Regions from separate parts of the Sus scrofa genome. Here region 1 is linked to region 2. Evidence: chromatin contacts called from public HiChIP or PLAC-seq data. All regions are on one chromosome and are shown on one strand. Each heading gives the region's core, a stretch centred on a gene start, on an enhancer-like site or on the middle of the called end of the contact. The rest is flanking DNA. Distances are from core to core; before and after follow the strand shown.

What was found. HiChIP or PLAC-seq counts read pairs in DNA pulled down with a chosen protein or histone mark.
Region 1: a contact with region 2 is called in an H3K27ac HiChIP or PLAC-seq map of alveolar macrophages. The contact joins two enhancer-like sites. A contact is called at or near these places in 2 of 47 Hi-C or Micro-C datasets (fetal heart ventricle and skeletal muscle) and 1 of 2 datasets of contacts at active chromatin or transcription factors (alveolar macrophages).

The regions. Positions count from the first base shown.
Region 1 is chr2:126,493,453-126,501,035 of Sscrofa11.1, reverse strand. SNX24 (sorting nexin-24) reads right to left here. Exons shown (of 7, transcript XM_005652942.3): 4 at 2,895-2,989; 5 at 1,229-1,261; 6 at 543-683. The coding sequence ends at 581. Among named protein-coding and RNA genes, the nearest start is that of PPIC, 51 kb to the left of the region's middle. Within about 2 kb of position 2,760, at least 2 of the 83 cell types and tissues checked have an H3K27ac peak or open chromatin away from gene starts, as enhancers often do. A contact at or near this core is called in alveolar macrophages, where this site is marked.
Region 2 is chr2:126,367,483-126,374,105 of Sscrofa11.1, reverse strand. The region is part of intron 1 of SNX24 (sorting nexin-24); the gene reads right to left. Among named protein-coding and RNA genes, the nearest start is that of SNX24, 23 kb to the right of the region's middle. Within about 2 kb of position 2,520, at least 2 of the 83 cell types and tissues checked have an H3K27ac peak or open chromatin away from gene starts, as enhancers often do. A contact at or near this core is called in alveolar macrophages, where this site is marked.

The sequences.
Region 1 (7,583 bases), core at 1,511-4,010, 130 kb before region 2:
TTTGGGGAAAAGCATTTTGAAAAAGGACCAAAATCTTGGATTCAAAACCCTAGCATCGGCATTTCCGTCATGGCTCAGTGGACATGAATCTGACTAGTATCTATGAGGATGCAGGTTCGATCCCTGGCCTCATTCAGGGGGTTAAGGATCTGGTGTTCCCATGAGCTGTGGTGTAGGCTGCAGATGTGGCTCAGATCAGAAGTTGCTGTGGCTGTGGTGTGTAGGCTGGCGGCTATGGCTCCAATTCGACCCCTAGCCTGGGAACCTCCACATGCTGTGGGTGCGGCCCTAAAAAGACAAAAAAAGCACCCAAACCCTAGCATCTGGGTAAAAACCAGCAGAGGCCAAAATAATCCTACCCCCCAAATTAAGGACAATAAATAGCTTTCCCCCTTATTTAAAAGAGCCTGGCAAGAGAGAAAGAAAAATTACATTTCCTCCTGAAAGACCTGCCCCAATTAAAATTCTGAATGTCTCTTACACCAAGAGCACTGGTTTATTGGCAGATTATTAAGCCCTGGACCAATGTCACTCTGTTGGACCTGTATTAAAAACGCGGTTTCTGTGGTGCAGGGTCAGATCAGTAAAGAGCTGTTAGCAGATGACAGGTTTGATTACCGCTGGCTGCAGGCAAGACGTATGGATCCCTGAGGAAAAGCAGCACCGGCTGGTGGGACAGTTTGCTGGAAAGGTCAAGAACAGGCATGTCAGCATCAGGGGACGATGGTAAACAGAAAACACTACAAACTAGCTTTGAGGGGATCAAACTGCTGTGCGGGGACATCTCAAGGTTTCTGCGTCTAATGGTGTGGGGGAATATTCGTGAGCAGAGGTGGAGGCGCAAGCCAGCAGTGTGCTCATCTTCCAAGCATGTCTTTGTGGGAGTTGAAGCAGATATACAATCTACCATAAATCACTGCTGAAAATTGTTTTTTTTTTTTTTTAATTCCATACTGATGAAATTGACTGATGCAAGAATATTCTTATTGCTTGTATGAAACCATGTAGGGCTTTATTCCTTCTCCCATAAACAGAACCGGTTACTTGTGCACCTTCCCATAAAATAGTTATAATCTTAAAATCAATTTACTAACAAAGGTCTTCAAGAAAATCGTCACTTGAAACACTTAGACGATGATAACTGAACATTTAGGACAATAGGACTGAACAAAACCGCAGTCCTATTCTTGGCTGGTGTAACTTCTGTTTGACTGGTATTTAGTCTTACCTTGACTCTTCAGATTCTGTCTCATCAAAAGACCTAAATTGTTTTGTTTTTATTTAAAAAAAAGAAAAGAAAAAGACCATATAAGTTGGGTGAGGGTTTATGCCAAAAAAGGGAGAAATAGCCAGTATTATTAGAGTTCTGAATTGGGACACATTTTGAAAAGAGACTTAGGTATTTTCAGAGTCATGACATGGCTGATGCCTCATTCTAAGGAATCTTAAAGCTGCAATATTCTTGAATTTCAGTTTTCCTGGGGGGGCCATTGAAAAATCCTATGGTTTTGCTTCTGGATTTATATGAGGGAGAAAAGACTTGACTCGCTTCATTCTCACTATCTCTTTTTTTGGGGGGGAGGTAGGGAATGCATGTGCATATGGAAATTCCCAGGTTGGGGTTCGAATCTGAGCTGCAGTCGTGGGCCTACGCCACAGCCACAGCAATGTGGGATCCAAGCTGCATCTGTGACCTACACCACGGCTCATGGCAATGTCAGATACTGAACCCACTGGAGTGAGGCCACGGATCAAACCTGAATCCTCGTGGTTACTAGTCAGGTTCGTTACCACTGAGCTACAACAGGAACCCCGTCACTATCTCTTTTTAAAAACACACATCCACACATGAAGCCCAATCTCCCAGCAAATGCTCGAGAGTTGGAACAGGATGACTATGCATATGATCTGGTGAGGAGGTGTGTATTTCCTGTTCCAGGGCGAGTGGAAAATGGCCCTGAGTAAATGCCACCAGTGGGGGAGACGTGACAGGCAGTGGCAGCCTCTCATCCAGCAAATGACTGGGGTTTCACATGACTTTGGGTGAGAACAGTTTGAACATCTTGTAGTTAGTATCCTCAGGCAAGCCTGGAGACAGCAAGAAAATGCCTAAAACCCTCTCCACAGCTTGGCCCTGCAGAGGGCTTGGGATGACATGGTTCTCTGGGAATAGATTTAACACATCAGGCATGTTGCTTGACTGCCTCTGGAGGTCCGCTCAACACAGTCGGGGGCCAAGCTGGGCAAGAGGCTTAGTTTCAGAGCTAATTCTTCAGAAAAACTTTCCCCAATTGCTGATGATATCAGATGCCTGGTTCCTTGCTAGACAGGGACTATAGGATCTGCAGTCCCGCAGTTGGAAGTTTCTGAGGCAGGATGCTGGGGTAAGAGCGCTTACGCTGAAGGCCTGGGCTCTGCCAGCTACAAGGAAGAGGTCTTGGGAAGGCCTTTCATTCTTCTATCTCAGTTTGCTCAACGCTAAAATGAAGGGCATTGGGTAAAATCATCTCTAAGATCATTTGCAGCTTTAAAATTACATGAATAAACATGTCGAGGGGATAAAGACTTTGCTTGAGCATCCATAAATAAACCTATTAGTCCCTAAATAGGCTATCTGGATTCATAACTCCCATCATGTAACATCATTCCCTATAATAGCATCATTTAAAAAGTCAGTTCTTCAAGTCTAAACCTGGACCACAATATGGGGCCAAGGACTGAGGAGAAATTCCCGTGACTACAGGCAGGGGGCGAGCTAGTGCTGTCCCAAGCCTTGAAAAGAATGGGTGTGGCCAGGCTGGCCCTGCTGGCACCACCTGCATTATTGGTGAGGCCCAAAGGTGACTGCAAAGTTATTTAAGATACATGCCCAAGAGGCAAAGAAAAACTCTTACCCACAACTCTCTGCCTTTGGTAGAGAGGGCAAATGTCGCACGTTTAGGAAATCAAGAAACAGTTTGGGGAGTTCTTCATTTTCTAGAATGACAGCCTGTGAAAGTAGAAAACAATTAGAAAGTGAAGTTTGCGTGGCAATCAATCACATAAACTATTTCAAAAAGTCATAATCATCCATCAAAATTCTCACAGCGTTATTACTCAGAAGCAAAATGAGAGTGGTGGTCCCCACCTCACCCACCAAGAATTCAGGCCAACACATAAGTCATTGTGAGTCAGCAAACACTCCATTTTATACATGCTTTCACTCAATCAGTATTTATGGAGCATTTACTATACTTCAGATGCTGTCGAGGGGGCAAGACAGCCAGGCACCAGGCAGATACAGTTCCTGCCTTCATGGAGGTTCTAATCCACCCAAAGTGAGTATTTTAGACTTTTTTTTTTTTTTTTTTTTGCTATGTCCTGCCTGAGGCATGTGGAAGTTCCTGAGCCAGGAATCACTAGCACCACAGCAGCGACAATGCACTAGATCACTGACACAGTGCACCCCAGAGGAACTCCCAGAGTGAGTATTTCAAAAAGCTGGGAACGTCAACAATACTACTAAGATAGTTACATCATTTTCCTTATTGACTGATAAAGTGGTTGCTTGTGTGTGTGTGTGTGTGTGTGTGTGTGTGTGTGTCTACAAGAGACGGCTAGTTTACTGTTGAAGAAATGCTGTACATGGGCTTTTTTAACTGGAAGATTTAGTCAAGATCCTTCAGCTCTCACCTGTTTCAGCGATAGGATCAACTGACATTTATTGCTATTTGGACAGCTCCACTTAAAGGGTCAGTAACAACTTTACCACTAAGTGTAAATCAGTGCATATACTGAAAAAAAATCTATAGAGTTCTTTCCATTTAGGCAGCTCCGCTAAATAGCTGCATAATGGCATAACCATGTCAGTTCTCATCTCAGATATCCAAATTATGCAATTTCAAAGAGAAATCTAAAAAAGAACTCTGAGAGGGCATTTTTATATATATTTATTTTTGAAAGATTGCACATTTGCTCTTCCCTTTCTTTTTGACAAAGACCAAGGAAAAAACATCAGACATTGTGCAATAATTTCTGAAATTAATACAACTATTCTTGTGTCATTTTTATGATCTAGCACGGCCTCTGGCTCCCTTAATAAGCACACATTGTTTAAAAAACAATGAGAATCGATGGGAAATGTCATTCATACAGCTGATCAGGAATAGCTATACAAGGTGATGCGAAACGTACAAAACAAATGACAAAAGAAAGGTTACATTGTGTGAATCTTGTATACACCTAATTCTATATAATGGATTGTTTTTAGCCGTAATTTATATCCTGAGCTGCCCGATTTCTCCTGGGGTTTGGAATTCTGTTACCCAGTTCAGGATGTATAAATGGAATGAGCTACTACAGAGCTCACCAGTCCCAGCAGGCTGATCGCTGTATCACACAAGTACTCAACCTTCCTGCCCTGGAGAGGGGTCATCTGGCGAGCTACCCTTGTCTAGAGCTCTTCCTATTCTTTACACAGCCCACTGAACCCACTGAAGCTTAAGCAATTAAAAAGAGAGGATAATAAAGGTATGTCGGGTAAGGCTTTATTCACTAAACAAATATTTACTGAGCACCTATTATATTTGGCCTTGGGAATATGGCAGTGAATAAGAGGGTCCAGAAAAGTGTGGGCTGGTGGAAAAACTTAGTGCTAAACAAGAACACACACACATACACACACAACTTACACTTGCCTTAGACTACGGTGATAGAGAACTGAGAAACTCCATCCTCTCTAAATGCTCTCCTATCCGTCCATTTACCCACCCATCCATCTAAAATGTTAGCCTTTTCTTGATTATAAAGTAGAAAAATGAAAAATTCAGCAGAGAGAAAAAAAACCCGCCTCTCTCCAGAGGTATGCATCCATTACTATTTCAGTTCATTTCCTTCAATTCATCTGACTTTCATCTAAATCTTTATCTGAGGACATTCTGGGGGTGCCCAGAGGTCATTATTTCGGTGCCCAGAACTCAAAGGTTCTAGGAATCATGATAAGCATGAAATCCCAAGGAATTTTTGCTATGAGTTACCATGATTTTAGATATTTGTTTAAGATGTGAATAATAAGGCTTAATGTTGTAACAAACACAGAGCTGTTCATCCAGGCAATAGTTTTAATTATGTGAACAAGTGGTAGCTTTCACATTAAAAATAAAATAGGGGAGGGGGTAACAACCATTCTTATCTCCACCCCCACCTTTTAAAATAAATTAAATCAATAACAAGTGTGGGACACTTTTAATGGCCTGAACTACTTAATTTCCAGGATCTTTAGACATGTCATCCATCACTGCAGTATGGAGGAAGACATCTCTTGAGTGTTCAGGGGGTTACTTTCGTTTTATTAATGCAAGATTTAGGGAATTTTAACAAGGTGAATTGTTTATTTGCCTTGACAGATTGGCTTACAATGCACTGGCTACATCTACAGCATGATCATTAATGACAAAAGACAGGCAAAAAGCTGTTTACACGGCAACACCAGGATGGGAATTAATCCTGCTCAGCCTCCCCAGACAGTGCCCCAAAGAGATGATCACACTGTTTTAGGTCAGCTATCCTGGGAAAAAAAGAAAACAGAAAACTTCAAAAATCAGTGAGCATTTTTATTATGTGCTCATTATATATTCTCAAATGCTATTTTCTAGAAAAACAATGACCGATATGGATTTCAGGGTTTCCAGTTACAAGAAAGCAACACTGGGGAGGAGGTGGGTTACTTAAGCATTCAGTAATGTGGAGGAAATACTTCCTAAACTCTGCCAAGGAGGCTTGTAAGGAAATACTTAATATTAAGCCCAATCCGAGATAGAGTGGAATAGAGTGAAATTTACCTAATTCAATGGAAAATGCACAAGTGAAATGACTATCACTAGTCAGTACAGAGTTGCAAAAGAGAAATTAAATTAGTTCAAGCAAAGCTTTTTGTTCAGAAACACATGACCTCATGCGATGAAAGACCCATCAGTGACGTGGGGCCTCATGACTTTCACTCAAATCTTCTTTGGTTTTTTTGAAAAGCTTCTGCTCAAGAAGAACCACTGCTTCTTGAAGCTGTACCCTGGACCATCCCACATGCTTGGGACCCCAGTCTGGTCTAAATCACCCAACCAATTCAATAGATAACATATATATATATATAATTTAAGATAAATATATATAATGTATATATTAGGTAAATTATATATAATACATATATTTTGAATACCAAATTATATTTCCATGTTGCTTTAGCTTGCTTATCTTTATTTTTGATTAATCTTTAATGCTTAGTCATTTTCACTCTTTAAAGAGGCAACGTGGTGCAGCATGAATATGCGGCTTGAAAGCAAGACCTGGGTTTGAATATCTCCTCCGTCTACTTTAAAGGTTACTGTGAGGATTAGATGATATCTCCAAGAGTTTCAGGCATGCACTTAACATTCATCAAACACAAATTCTGTTTCCTGTGAATTTTTTCGCTCTTATCAATTCTCAACAACTTGTTTTACCGGTTTTGGAGGTTTGGATCACTGTCCGTCTAATAGAGCCTCTCAGTCCTCTACAATTTATAGTTCCCTTTGAACATGATGAAAGCTGAGAATCTTGCTTTCTGAAAATATGCATACGTAGATAACTGTGCTGCCAGTGGCAGGGGATTCACAGGCCCTTGCCAGCCCAGCCAAGGATGCACACGTGCAGGTCCTGTGTGGCAGCAACCCTGTTGGGCACACTTTTCATTTGGCCTGGAGCCTGAGGCACTGCTGAGCCTGTGCTGGATGCCAGCTTCCTGAAGGACATGCTAGCTTTCTTGTTTCACTTTTCTACCTCTTTGTCAATTAGAACGCCGCTGGGCTGTGTGCTGCTGGGTTGTTAGAATTCATGAGTGCTTTCAGCTCTGGGCTGTGCCTGAAAAGACTCGTCTGGCTGAGAGGCTACCCTGGTGAAGGATTTTTTTCTGAAAAAACCACAATCTACTGCTGTACCAGATTTAGAAAGCGGCTCATATTTATGGCTTCTGCATCTTCTATGTGTAACTCTAGAATTCAATAAGCCGTGCTGTTGAAAGTTTCCAAAGTTAGCAAAGAAGGAGGGAAATTAAGGTTTAAACTCTACTTCTGCAGGGTACAGTGATGAAGCCCTAACACAGTACACCTGTTATGAGAGGGGCATTTTGAACTGCTGGGTCCCAGACCCAGTGCTATCTAGCCAATTAAGGGTAACTCATGGAAGAGTCCTGACACTGGAGGCAGGTTGGGATTCATGTCTGGGTAGGTAATTTACACTGTAAAACATCAGAATTCAAAATGAATGTAACAAGTTGGAAATAAATCCCATTCAATTGAACAGGTTTAAATACTGAGTCAACTACTATGAATTACTCAGATGCGAGCTGGAGAGCAGGTGCCTATGTACAAGTGTTATTGGTCGCAATGTTAGGTCAGTGAGAAAATTCTGCTTCCACAGAGTGTAAAATGAGCTGAGCAATCCTTTCACTCCAGTTAATGCAATGTTATTTAACCCCTAGAGAAAGGGCAATAAGAATAAGCTAAGGAAGAGCTGGAGGCAAGCAATGACAATGACTAAAAGATTCAAAATCGTTTCCATAAGAAGAGGCC
Region 2 (6,623 bases), core at 1,271-3,770:
CAGGAAGACTTCTCGGCACTTTATTCTTCACTGACCTCATTCTCGAAAGCTCCGTTCAATACAATTTGCTGTTTTTCTAAGTATCACCATAAACCATTTGTTAATGCTTCATGGGCGCTATGTCACTGGTATAGAACTAAACTGCAAACCCCTTGAGGGCTAGAATCATGCCTTATCATTGTCAACTGCCCATAGATGTTACCCACTAGGCATTCAAAGGCTTGATTTAAGTTACACCGATTAATTATGCTACTTTTCTAATAGGTAAATGCTGTACTTCCCTTGTATGCAGAGACGAACAGCACAAGAGATTAAATGGCACTGACATTTAGTAATCTCCATCTATCTTTCATGGAACTCTCCCTGAAAATTAGCTTTCTTTCAATGTTACAAATAATTAAGCAGCTAGCTGGTTCAAAATATGATAAGGAGCTTTCAAAGACTAAGATTTTATAAACTAACATTACTACAAATGCCAATGAAAATAAATATATCTCTAACATAAAGCAAATGTGGCTTTTTAAAAAACTCTCCAGGAATTCCTGCTGTGGTGCAGTGGAAATGAATCCAACGAATAACCATGAGATTGCGCGTTTGATCCCTGGCCTTGGTCAGTGGGTTAAGGATCCGGCATTGCCATGAGCTGTGGTGTGGGTCGCAGATGCGGTTCAGATCCTATGTTGCTGTGGCTGTGGTAAGGGCCGGCAGCTGTAGCTCTGATTAGACCCCTAGCCTGGGAACCTCCACATACTGCAAGTGCAGCCCTAAAAAACAAACAAACAAACAAAAAATTAACAAAACTGCAAATCTAAAAAACTGGAAAATACACTTCAAAACGACACTACCATAGCCAACCTAAGAATCCAGTGCTTACCCATACAGTATGAGCTGGAATTGGCACATATACCCTGAAGTACACAGAATGACCAGCCAACAAGGACCTGCTGTACAGCACAAAGAACTCTACCCAATATCTTGATGGTTTATGAGGGAAAAGAATCTCAAAGTGAATGGATGTGTGCACATGTAAAACCAAATCACTTTGCTATACAGCAGCAAATTATCACAAAATTATCACACACACACGCACAGAGGGAGTTTCTGTTGTGGCTCAGTGGGTTAGGAACCCGACTAGTGACCCTGAGGATGCAGGTTGGATCCCTGACCTTGCTCAGTGGAATAAGGATCCGGCATTGCTGTGAGCTATGGTGTAGGTTGCAGGTGGGGTTCAGATATGGTGTTGCTGTGACTGTGGTGTAGGCCGGCAGCTATAGGTCCGATTTGGCTCCTAGCCTGGGAACTTCCGTGTGCTGTGGGTGCAGCCCTAAAAAGCCAAAAAAAAAAAAAGAAAAGAAAAGAAATCCAACACAAAGATTTAAATTTTTAGAGGGTGTTCCCATCGTGGCCCAGCAGAAACGAATCTGACTAGCATCCATGAAGACAAAGGTTCAGTCCCTGACCCTGCTCAGGGAGTTATGGATCTGGCGTTGCTGTGAGCTGTGGTGTAGGTTGCAGACATGGCTCGGATCTGGAGTTGCTGTGGCTCTGGCATAGGCCAGTGGCTACAGCTCGGATTTGACCCCTAGGCTGGGAACCTTCACATGCCTCGGGTGTGTGGCCCTAAAGAGAAAAAAAAAAAATTTAAATTTTTAGAAACAAATGCCAACACCAACTACTACACAGCCACCATGAGTTAAGGGCTTAAGCAGTTCCACCTGCTCAGAGCAAAGCATATAAGAATGGGTCTGGGTGGGGACTGGGTCAGCTCCACTGCCAGGCCAGAGCCATGTAAGAGTTAGGCTGGTGTCTGGCCTCTTTTAAAAACCCCTTCTTATATTGGGAAAGAGGAGGAACTCAGTTCAAAGTTTTACTTGAGAACACTGTTAGGCGTCTACTAAGAAAAGCAGCTGGCATTTCATCTAAGTGCTCAGTGATCAATAAGTAAACAGCAGTTGTCAACAACTGGCTGTTTAACCACACATTGGACACTCCTTATTCCTTCTTACATAGGAGGTGACGAGGACACCTTGGATGTCACTTTATCATCTGAAAGCACTGAAAGCGTCTTTTGATAATGCTTTTCAAAAATTACTCATTCCACTGTGATGCAGTGGGTTAAGAATCCAACTACAGCAACTCAAGTTCCTGCAGAAGCACAGATTGGATACCCGGCCGGCACAGTGGGTTAAAGGATCTGGTGTTGCCACAGCTGTGGCTCAGATTCAATCCCTGGCCTGGGACCTTCCATATGCTGCGGGTGTGGCCATAAAATTTAAAAAAAAAAATCATATACGATGAAAGAAAGGAAAAATATACAGTGACAGACTAACCTACTGGGGTTAATAACTTAACCAGAAGTCTTAGAAATATTAGGACCAGGAGGAAGGAAGGAAAGAAAGGAGGGAGGGAGGGAAGGAGGAAGCTGCCCCACACAGCAAATTCTTACTATGTGCCCAGTACTTGCCCTGGATCCTTGAGAGAAAACTGCGGTCAGCACTTGAGGGAAACGGGGGCGGCAGATGACATGCCCACGTTCCCTTGCTGGAAGTCACAAGCCAAAATGTGGAACCAAACCCGTCTGGTTCCCACACTTACCAGTGACACTTGGTGAGGTCACTAAAGCTTTCCTTTAGTTCATTTGTCTATGGATCCAAAGACATAAGAGTGTTTTAAGTGCTCAGAGCTAGAAGCACTTTGGCTGAATCAGAATATAAACCAATCCTTTAAAGCTTTAAAACACAGCTGACGTCTGTCCTTTGCGCTAAATATACACTCCATAGGGTGTCTTTTTTAAAGCAGGGTAAGGCACCTACTCCATAGTTTGAAGGCTTAGCTACAAATTAAAATCATCTGAAAAGCTAACCCTACTGAAGCCTGGGCCCCAATTACCTGGAAATCTCTGGGGCTCGGGCCTGAAACTCTTAAGAACCACTGATTTGGAAGTTTGTGCTGTGGCTCAGCAATAACCAACCTGACTGGTATCCGTGAGGATTCGGGTTTGATCCCTGGCCTCCCTCAGTGGGTCAGGAATCCAACATTGCCGTGAACTGTGATGTAGGTCACAGATGAAGCTCAGATCCTGAGTTCCTGTGGCTGTGTAGACCAGCAGCTGAAGCTCTGATTCAATCCCTAGCCTGGGAACTTCCATATGCCATAGATACACTCCTAAAAAGCTCTCGGGGTGGGGGGGTGGGGTACCAAGAACCACTGATTTAATCTATTAAGACATGCTAAGGAGTTCCCACTGTGGCTCAGCAGGCTAAGGAACCCACGTCTCTGTGAGGATACGGGTTCAATCCCTGGCCTCATTCAGTGGGTTAAAGCTTCAGCATTGCCACAAGCTATGGCATAGGTCACAGACTTGGCTCAGATCTAGCACTGCTGTGGCTATGGCACAGGCTGGCAGCTGTAGCTCCGATTCGACCCCAGCCCGGGAATTTCCATATGCCACAGGTAAAGCCATAAAGAGGGGAAAAAAAAAAAAAAAAAAAAAAAGATGGATGTGCTGGGGCAAGTCACCTGCCTTAAAGATCTCCACAAACATCATTCAGACAATTTTAGTGCAGTTCTCAACTTTTACTGCTCATTAGAATCACCCAGGAAACTTAAAAATTCTGCTGCTCCATCCATACTCCAGAACGGTCAGACTCTCTGAGAGCAGGGGGCCCAAGTAGGTGTATAAAGATCTCCATGTGATTCCAAATGCAGCAAGGGCTGGGCATCACCACTTTAGGAGCCAGCCATCTGCACTAGAAATTCAAGCGCTTACCTGGACAGCGTCCCAGTGGGTCCTTCCCCAGCAGCACCACTACATCGACAATTAGCCTCTTTCTCAAACCCCCTGCCTTCACCTAACCAAGGTTGGTGATGGCACCCAGAAGTCTCCATCTGTCAGTCACTAGTGTCTGTCCACTTAGGAGAAAGGCTGCCTCACTCTCCCCTCTGTCCTTCAGAATCGTTCCTACTATTAAATGATTCATCTCATATACACATATATGTGTCATTCTCTAACCACTTTCAATTTTATTATCTTCACTTCCTTCTCTCACTTACTGGCATTCTCAACACAGTCACTTCTTTTGACCTCGTGGACCATGCGGGGCAGATGCTGTTCTGTGCCTGTGAAACCCAGGCAGAAAACTACAGTGTGCCTGAAACTAACCTGACATCCCAGGACTCTGCCATTCACTGCAGGCAGGCAGAACTGCTGTCCTTTTCCCTCTAGAGGATAGCTCTGTTAATAGCTGTAAAAGTTCATATGAGGAGTTCCCGTTGTGGCTCAGTGGTAAGGAACCTGACTAGTATCCATGAGAATGTGAGCTCAATCCTCGGCCTTGCTCAGTGGATTAAAAGATCTGGCATTGCTTGGAGTGATGGCGTAGGTTGAAGAGGTGGCTTGGATCTGGAGTGGCTGTGGCTGTGGTATAGGCTGGTGGCTGAAGCTCTAATCTGACCCCTAGCCTGGAAACATCCATATGCTTCGGGCGGCGGGGGGGGGGGGGGGGGGGGGGCAGCTAAAAAAAAAAAAAGTTCCTATGAAAAATTTTAAAGGAGAGAAGATTTCTGTTTCCTTTTCCAGAGAAGCAAAATTCAAAAGGTTATCCCAAAATTCCCAAAGCACACTTTTTTTTTTGGCTGCGCCCATGGCATGTAGAAGTTCCTGGGCCAGGATAAAACCCGGAATCATAGCAGTTACTGGAGCTACAGCAAGGATAACACCAGAGCCTTAACTCACTGAGCGACAGCAGGAACTCCCAAAAGCACTTTTTTTTTTAGGGCTGCACCAATGGATACTAGTCAGATTCATTTCCTCTGAGCCTCAACCAGAGCTCCCACATTTTTTGATTAATAACAAATGTTCATGGTTGAAAAGAATAAAACCCTTTGCACACTTCAGTTCTGAACTTCTGAATCATGTAAAACTTCTTACATGGGACCTAAGTGAAAAAAAAATTCTACACTGAGAGCAAAATGCTTTTTATCCAACTATACATGCAAAAGAAGTAGCATTCATTGTGAAGATATTCTCTCAAAGGGCAAGACAGGTGTTGATTAAAGCTTCTCTAAAACATACACTGCTTTGGACTACTAATGAATGGCTGACAAAATTAATCCACATCTTCACCCTGAAAACGACCCGCCTTCCACGCACACGGTGACATCGATTTAAAAAAAACATTCATAGCACTAAAAAAAAAATGCATTTGCCTGATACAGTACTTCCTATACTAGGTAAGACTTTGTTCATTACTTTGCAAAATATTTTCAATGCTATCTCAGATTATTTCTGCAAAACTGTCAATGCAAAACCCACAGACAATGAATTCAGAGTTATGATGGAAAAACAGATCTAATTTCCCTACAATTACAAGATAAAATGTAGCAATAATTTAATCATTTTTATGGTGAAGATCAAGATTATTGACTTTTGAAAATATGGTATCCACTAATATCCCAAGTTAATTTCAACCCTCTACCTAATAATTGGTACTTGAGAAGGAATTTTAGGATAATATTTAAAAGTTAATTAAAAACCGAGTAAGCATCCACATCAGTCAAGCACGACCTCTGCTCTGCCATGCATTTAAATGCATGTCACCTTGACCTGTAACACAGCCATGTAAAAAATTTTGGTCAATATAAATCAAACGTACACTAATTTATGCTGCAGGTTTCCTGGTATCTGAATCAACATTAGAAATCTAACCAGTATTTGTTATTCTGTTATTGACAAAAGGAAGCATATTTAAATGATAACAAGTACTCAAGGGTGTCATTTGGAAGTTAAATTGTTCCCCAAGGAGAGCCTCCGGAAACGGCTACATTTAAAGGTCATTTACCACCAAATTATGAACAACTGTTGCATTTATTAGCACAGGCTCAATAGTTTGGAAGCTGCAGCCATCAATTTTTACTGACAGTGAGATCTAACTGTTCACTAATAATAAACAAGGAAAACAGACCTTGTCTATAAACTTTTATTCCCTGCACTACTACTTTTTAAAAATGGAGGTACAAACTCTCCATGGGTATGCATCTGAACAGAAAATCTTCCAAGTGCAAGCAGGACTAAATCAATTTTATTTATTTATTTATTTATTTAACTTTTTGTTTTTTTAGGGGTGCACCCACAGCATATAGAGGTTCCCAAGCTAGGTGTTGAATCTGAGCTGTAGCCGCTGGCCCAGGCCACCACCACAGCAATGCCAGATCGGAGCCTGTCTGCGACCTACACCACAGCTCATGGCAACACAGGATCCTTAACCCACTGAGCCAGGCCAGGTATGGAACTGCATTCTCATGGCTACTAGTCAGATTTGTTTGCACTGAGCCACAACGGGAACTCCTAAACCACAGTTTTAATTATTATTATTATTATTATTGTCTTTTTAGGGCCAGACCCATGGCATAGGGAGGTTCCCAGGCTAGGGGTCGAATCAGAGCTTTAGCTGCTGCCCTACACCACACCCAGAGCAACACAGAATCTGAGCCAAGTCTGTGACCTACATCACAGCTCAAGGCAACGCTGGATCCTTAACCCACAGAGCGGGGCCAGGGATAGGATTCGAGTCAGATTCATCTCCACCAAGCCACGACAGGAATTCCATGGCAAGTAACTCATT